Linked DNA regions of Canis lupus: region 2 is linked to region 1. The links are chromatin contacts, called in public Hi-C maps. All regions are on one chromosome and are shown on one strand. Each heading gives the region's core, a stretch centred on a gene start, on an enhancer-like site or on the middle of the called end of the contact. The rest is flanking DNA. Distances are from core to core; before and after follow the strand shown. Region 1 has its middle 21 kb from the start of FOXO3. Region 2 overlaps ARMC2 (armadillo repeat-containing protein 2).

Region 1 (3,270 bases), core at 230-2,729:
CGGCCACCTCCAGCCACCAGGCCTTCCATCCCTTACTGTCCACCTCCAGCCACCAGTCCTTCCATCCCTCACCGGCCACCTCCGGCCACCAAGCCTTCCATCTCTTACCGTCCACCTCCAGCCACCAGGCCTTCCATCCCTCACCGGCCACCTCCGGCCACCAGGCCTTCCATCTCTTACCGTCCACCTCCAGCCACCAGTCCTTCCATCCCTCGCCGGCCACCTCCAGCCACCAGGCCTTCCATCCCTTACTGTCCACCTCCGGCCACCAAGCCTTCCATCCCTTACTGTCCACCTCCGGCCACCAAGCCTTCCATCCCTTACCGTCCACCTCCGGCCACCAGGCCTTCCATCCCTTACTGTCCACCTCCGGCCACCAGGCCTTCCATCCCTCACCGGCCACCTCTGGCCACCAGGCCTAACGCGCCTAGAGGGCAGGAGGGGCACAGAAGGGCCTTTAGTGGAGCAGCAAGAAGAATGTCCTGACCAAAGTGAAAACACACAGCCATCGGGTATGCTGCTCAGCTCTCAGCTTCAGACGCTGAGAAATAACGATATTTCCGAAATGGGAGGCGGTTAGTCAGGAGGAGAAGAAAGAGGAGACCGCTGGCGCTGGCGCAGAGGGTGCAGGGAGGCTCCCTGCTGAGGACAATCGGAGGCCTCCGGAGTCGGTGAAGCTCGGCACGAGGACCAGGAAGCCGGCCTCTGCCTATGTACACGTCACTACGTACAGAGTTTGTTCAGCCCAGAATCAATGCCTCCTGTCATCTGGGGCAGCCCTGCGAGGGGCTTCGGGGTCGGCCTCCCTTCATTCCCGGTGGCAGAACCAGGCTCAGGGGCAACCAGGCTGGGACTCACCACAGCGCCCAACTCCAAACCCGTCCTTCCCAGAACCCTCCCCTCTGAAGGAAACCTCTTTCCCTCTGCCCCTGGCCTCTTTTTCAAGAGGCAGCGCCTTCTGGCGAGTGACTGTAACTCAGCTGGTGTCACTTAAGCAGACAGTGATGTCAAAGTGGGAGGCCCATCGAGAGGCCATCCATGGTCCACGGGCCCGGAATACCAGGGCACGCTACATGTGCCCAGAAGGTTCCAGGAGCAACAGACACACATGGGCCACTGATGCCAGTCTTTCTAGAAAAACATCTCTCCTCCGTGGCTTTCAGGGCATTTTGTGCATCTTACACCAGCTTTTCCCACGAGGGGCGTGTTCACAACCAGAGCCCCTGTGTCGCACGTGGAGAAGGGGAGGGGGAGGCAGAAACACGCGTCCCTCCCCGCTGGTTGCCGTCACCCCCAAACTTCACAGCCTCTACCTGTTTGCCTCAGCACCCCTCACTGTTCCACAGGGAACTCCAGGTCAAACCAGTCTCTCCGCACCACCTCACCTGGTGGGCGGGCGGGCAGGCTGCGCTCTCCTCAAGGTGGAGCGAGAGGCCCAGGCCCGGCCTGCAGAGCCTGCAGACACGGTGTTCCCCGGTCTCCTCCTGCCATCTTGTGGCTGCGCCAAGCGTACACGCGAATCCCAGCTCCGTCTCCCGAGCGCTCTGAACGATGGGAGTTTCTATCCCTTGCAGTCCACACCGTGGGAGGAAGAACCCGCCAGACCCATAATCCATTTACCCCTTAGTCTGAAACAGGGGGAAAGAAACTGATCGTTTGGGAGCATGGTACAGTTATCAAAAAGGCAGGCGGAAAACGGCAGATGCCGACTCCTACCAACTTGAAGTTTTGCTGAAAGTGGGTAGATGAAGTGCCCTGAGAACTGGGGCCTTCCCAGCAATCCAACTTTGTTCTAAAGTGCAGAGCTAACTATGCTTGAGCACGGGCTTTATGAATGAGTCTTCATTTAGCCAGCATTGCACGCTTCCATTAGTGATATTCCAGAACATTTGATGTTGTCTCTGTTCCATAGTTCAGCTAAATTCACTGCTCTCTAAATGTTTTGATGGGGACTTTCCATGTTTCGAGTAATATAGAATATCAACAAAATAAAAGGAATTTCTTGGCTTATATAACTGAAAAAAAAACAAAGGGAGGGAAAACTTCAGGCATGGATTGATCCAGAGGTTCGTGTTGCCTTCAGAGTTCTGGGTCCCTGTCTGTGTGATTCTTTCTACCCTGACCCTTCTGTATGTGGGCATCATCCACAGGCTACAGAACTCACTGTAGCAGTGCCAGGCTAGGCTTCATATCTGCTGCTACACTGTCCAGAGGAAGATAAGCTATCTCTACTGATAGTGCCTGGAAGATCGAGGAAGCTTCCTGGTCAGAAGCCCTTGGTTAGTATTTCCCTCTGTCTCTATGAGGACCAGACTGGGTCCTGCTCTTATGTCTAGGCCAATCACAATGCCCAAAGGCGGGCGGGATCCTCTAACTAACTTAAGCCAAACGGAGTCCACTCTGGAGTCAGGGTGGAATCATTCTCACACAGTACATATGGCTGCCTCAAAGTAAGTGGGAGCATTCTCCAAAGAAAACTGGACTCTGAATTTGGAAAAAGAAAAGGAATAGATGCTAGGGAGGTGGCCAGTAAAAGTGTACTACACTCTTACACTGCTGGTGGGGATGCAAACTGGGTGCAGCCACCGTGGAAAACAGTATGGAAGTTCCCCAAAAAGCTGAAAAATAGAACTACCTTACAATCCAGCAATTGCACTACTGGGTATTTACCCAAAGAATACAGAAATCCTAATTCAAAGGGATACATGCACCCCAAAGTTTAGAGCAGCATTATTTACAATAGCCAAGATATGGAAGCAGCCTAAGGGTCCATTATTGATGAATGGATGAGGAAGATGTGGTGTATATATACAATGGAATATTACTCAGCCATAATAAACAATGAAGTCTTGCCATTTGCAACCACATGGATGGAGCTAGAGAGTATTATGCCAAGTGAAATAAGTCAGAGAAAGATGAAGACCATATGGTTTCACTCATGTGGAATTTAAGAAACAAATGAGCAAAGGGGGGAAAAAGAGAGAGGCAAAACAAGAAACAGACTCTTAACTGTAGAGAACAAACTAATGGTTACCAGAGGGGAGGGGAGTGAGGAGCGCGGGTTAAATAGGTGATGGGGATTAAGGAGGGTACTTGTGATGAGCCCCAGGTGATGCATGGAAGTGTTGAGTCACTATATTGTACACCTGAAACTAATATTCCACTGTATGTTAACTAACTGAAATTAAAATAAAAACTTACAAAAAATGTACCACACTAGTAATCTCCAAATTTTTTCATCCTATATCCCAATTAATAAACGTGATGTAT
Region 2 (3,255 bases), core at 94-2,593, 340 kb before region 1:
AACTCTGCTTTCTGCAAAAATGCCATTTTATATAACCAAACCCCTCTCCACTCTAGCAACTGAAGCATGGGATCCTGTGATTACTCTTTAAGATCTACAAAAACTAAATAAAAGTTTGCCTCAGTCTTGGGCAACAACCTAATATTTTAGAAAGCACTTTCATCTAGGTTCACAGTTTGCTAAATATAAAAATTATGATTCAACAGGAAATTGGGTAAGTCAAGCAGAAATTTCAGCATGTTTTTGACGATTTTGCTGTCTCAGTGGTTATAGTTTTTAACCACAGCTTTGAGTTCTGGACACAAAACTTGACACAATGTTTATTGGCTGATGTTTTTAGCAAGTAAATGTAAAATCCTTAGCAACAAAGCTGATGCAGAAATCAGGCTAGGATTTTCCTGTTACAGAAATTCTGATTGGCCACAAAAGTCATTTTATTGATGAGAAATTAGTTTTGAAAGTAAGAAAATATTTTGGGGGCCTAATATTAGTTTGGTTTTATAAAATTGCATGTGCGTAAAAAGTGAAAAATATAACAAACACCTGTGTACCCACAAATAGTTTGATCAAATATTAACTGTATTTTTATCCTCTCCTTTATTTCAAAGAAATAAACATTATAGATATAGTTGCCATCCCCTGTCTATTCCCCTTCCTTCCTCTGCCTCCAAGGGTTACCACCGTTCTAAATCAGGTGGTTATTTTTTTATCATGTTTGATTTTACACGTCACCACATAGATCTGTATCCATAAACAACATATGTCATTGTTTTTGCAACTTGATGTTTTCATGTAATATGTTTGTACTCATTTCAGTCAATATTACATGTGTAACTGCTACACTTCATTGAATGAATACATTTTGCATCATTTCTAGCCTGTGATTTATATTGTTACATTTTTTTTCCTCAAACAGATTAAAGCCCCCAAAGGCTGTCTTCATACAGCTAATAGAGCTTCACTTAAGTGAGCCATGATTTTGAACTCAAGAAGGATGCCGCTGTCAAATTTTGCAATTTTCCAAATGCTTTTACAAAATAATTGCTTGTATGCTCACTGAGACAGTAATCTATGGAGGTTTGAGGCCCTAGAGCTGTAATGGTAAGAATTTGAAGACTGGTGAAAGTAATAAAAATTTCTAAAAATAAATGTTGATGTGTGGCCAAGTTGGCCGAAGTCACTGGAGTTTTCAAACAGTGAACCAACTGAGACATCTTCAGTGCAAATGTTTCTCCTGCGGGTGGAGATGCTGAAGGGGAAGACATGCTGGGGACCTCTACTACGCACAGGGCAGGCACCTCACCTGCTCTGGTTTCCAGTCTGCTCAGGTCCGAGCTGTTGAAAAATGATGAGGTTCTTGAACGCCTCTTCCCCTGGTCCCTAGGAGAAAGAGGAATACACACAACACTCAGCCCACAAACCAAAGCATTTCTTCTTTCCGTAAAGTGTGGAGTCGGCTCTAGGCAGGTTGTGAAGAAACCACAGAGGACTGTTTCTAAGACGGGGTTTGGTGCTCTACAGTCCTTTAGCCAACATCTGATTTCCAGCTAAGGTTTATCTATCAAAAGACAAGTCAGAGCTGCCTCATAGTATTAAATACAATCACCAGAAACAACAACAAAAAATCCCAAGTTTACTTTGCAAATAAAAAAAAAAAAAAAAAAAAAAAAAAAAATCCTGCTGAAGGATATATACCACAAGAGGTCACTGTTAGAATAAGAAAGAACTCTGGTATGCAGGGAAGCACAAAAGACTAGCCTTTAGGAGCTGGAAGGGACCCTTTCTCTAGGTCTCCCTTCATACAAGGAAACTGTTCCCAAATTGGTCAGATGTGCCCAAGGTCACAAAGCAGGGTCAGATCCAGAGCCCTGGGCTCATAATTTCCAATTCACAGCTCTTCCTACTTCAGCACAGACTGTTCTGTTTCCACTTAAAAAACTCATTAATATTCCTTGAAAATGCTTTATTTTTTAAATAATTTTTTTTAAGATTTTATTTATTTATTCATGAGAGACACACAGAGAGAGAAGCAGAGACACAGGCAGAGGGAGAAGCAGGCTCCATGCAGGGATCTTGATGTGGGACTCTTTCCCGGGACTCCAGAATCATGCCTGGGGCCCCAAGGCAGACACTTAATCTCTGAGCCACCCAGGAGTCCCTTTTTAAAATAATTTAAATGTGAAAGAAAATTGAAGGTAAATTCAGGCAGCCCCCAGATGACAAATATTTTGTATTCCAGATAAAAGAGTAGTGGTTGGCCAATAGTAGGATTATATTGCCAGGTTGTTTTAGGTTTGTTTTTTTTTTGTTTTTTTTTTTTAAGGTTATATTTAATGTAAAGACCATCCAGGAAGGATACAACTTTTCCTTAGCTACAGCTGACACTTAAAAGTGCTTACTTCAAATATCTGTACACAATTCCAAGTGCAAATTTTACAACAAATTTTTTTGTCATCAAATAAAATATTTGCTATAAAAAATCACAAATAATGCATATGCGCGTGGTCAGGGTCACTCACAAATACCCAGACACATGTCTGTGAATAAGATCCCCAGTAACTGTTCAGTGCTGTGTCTTGGCCCTTGGTTTTTACTGCTGCCCCAAGGATTAGCTTCTCCAAATATCATTTTTCCCATAAACATGTTCCTTTTTTGAACACTTGATTTAACACTTCTCTTTGTCATTTAGTAGAGAAAAGATCAAGCTAATCCTTCCCAAAATATCTAATTATTTCATACTCTGAAACAATTGCCTTATTTTTATGCAGGGTAAAAACATGAATCTGGTAGCAAGGTGTCCCTGGCCAATCAAAGAAAGAATATGAGGATGGGATCTTCTTTGTCAACACTCTTGGGAGTTGAGATTCAGATGGAACAGATCTAATCTACCCTTGGAGAAAGTAAAATACCAAAGTTTGACAAGGCGTGAAGCCAAGGAAGTCCTCATACATATCACTCCTAGAAATAACAAGAAAGTCTAAGAACCATAGAGGCAAGCCTTCTTTTCATTATTGTCCTAAACAATTATTGAAATCAAGCAAGACAGTTTTCAAATAATGGCCTTTCAAAGTCATTGGTCCACTTTCAGAGTCATGGCCAGTGATGAGGTTGCCTCCCTAAACCACATTTGTGTATCCATCCCTACTTCTGGTTGGGGGGAAGAAAAAGAAGGGTCTTTCTTCTTATGATATACCAGAGCTCAACAGTGCTCCTACTGGTTCTCAAGAAGAGCACCCGATGAGGATTTACGAACGC

Evidence for each region. A called contact is a pair of places that touch in the nucleus more often than the background predicts.
Region 2: a contact with region 1 is called in a Hi-C map of skin fibroblasts, with 2.2 times the contacts expected there. The contact joins two enhancer-like sites. A contact is called at or near these places in 4 of 9 Hi-C or Micro-C datasets (amygdala, blood, liver and 1 more).

What each region holds. Positions count from the first base shown.
Region 1 is chr12:65,879,725-65,882,994 of UU_Cfam_GSD_1.0, reverse strand. No RefSeq gene overlaps it. Among named protein-coding and RNA genes, the nearest start is that of FOXO3, 21 kb to the left of the region's middle. Within about 2 kb of position 1,479, at least 3 of the 20 cell types and tissues checked have an H3K27ac peak or open chromatin away from gene starts, as enhancers often do.
Region 2 is chr12:66,219,114-66,222,368 of UU_Cfam_GSD_1.0, reverse strand. It overlaps ARMC2 (armadillo repeat-containing protein 2), which reads right to left. Exons shown (of 18, transcript XM_038554882.1): 6 at 1,304-1,380. Among named protein-coding and RNA genes, the nearest start is that of ARMC2, 39 kb to the right of the region's middle. Within about 2 kb of position 1,343, at least 4 of the 20 cell types and tissues checked have an H3K27ac peak or open chromatin away from gene starts, as enhancers often do.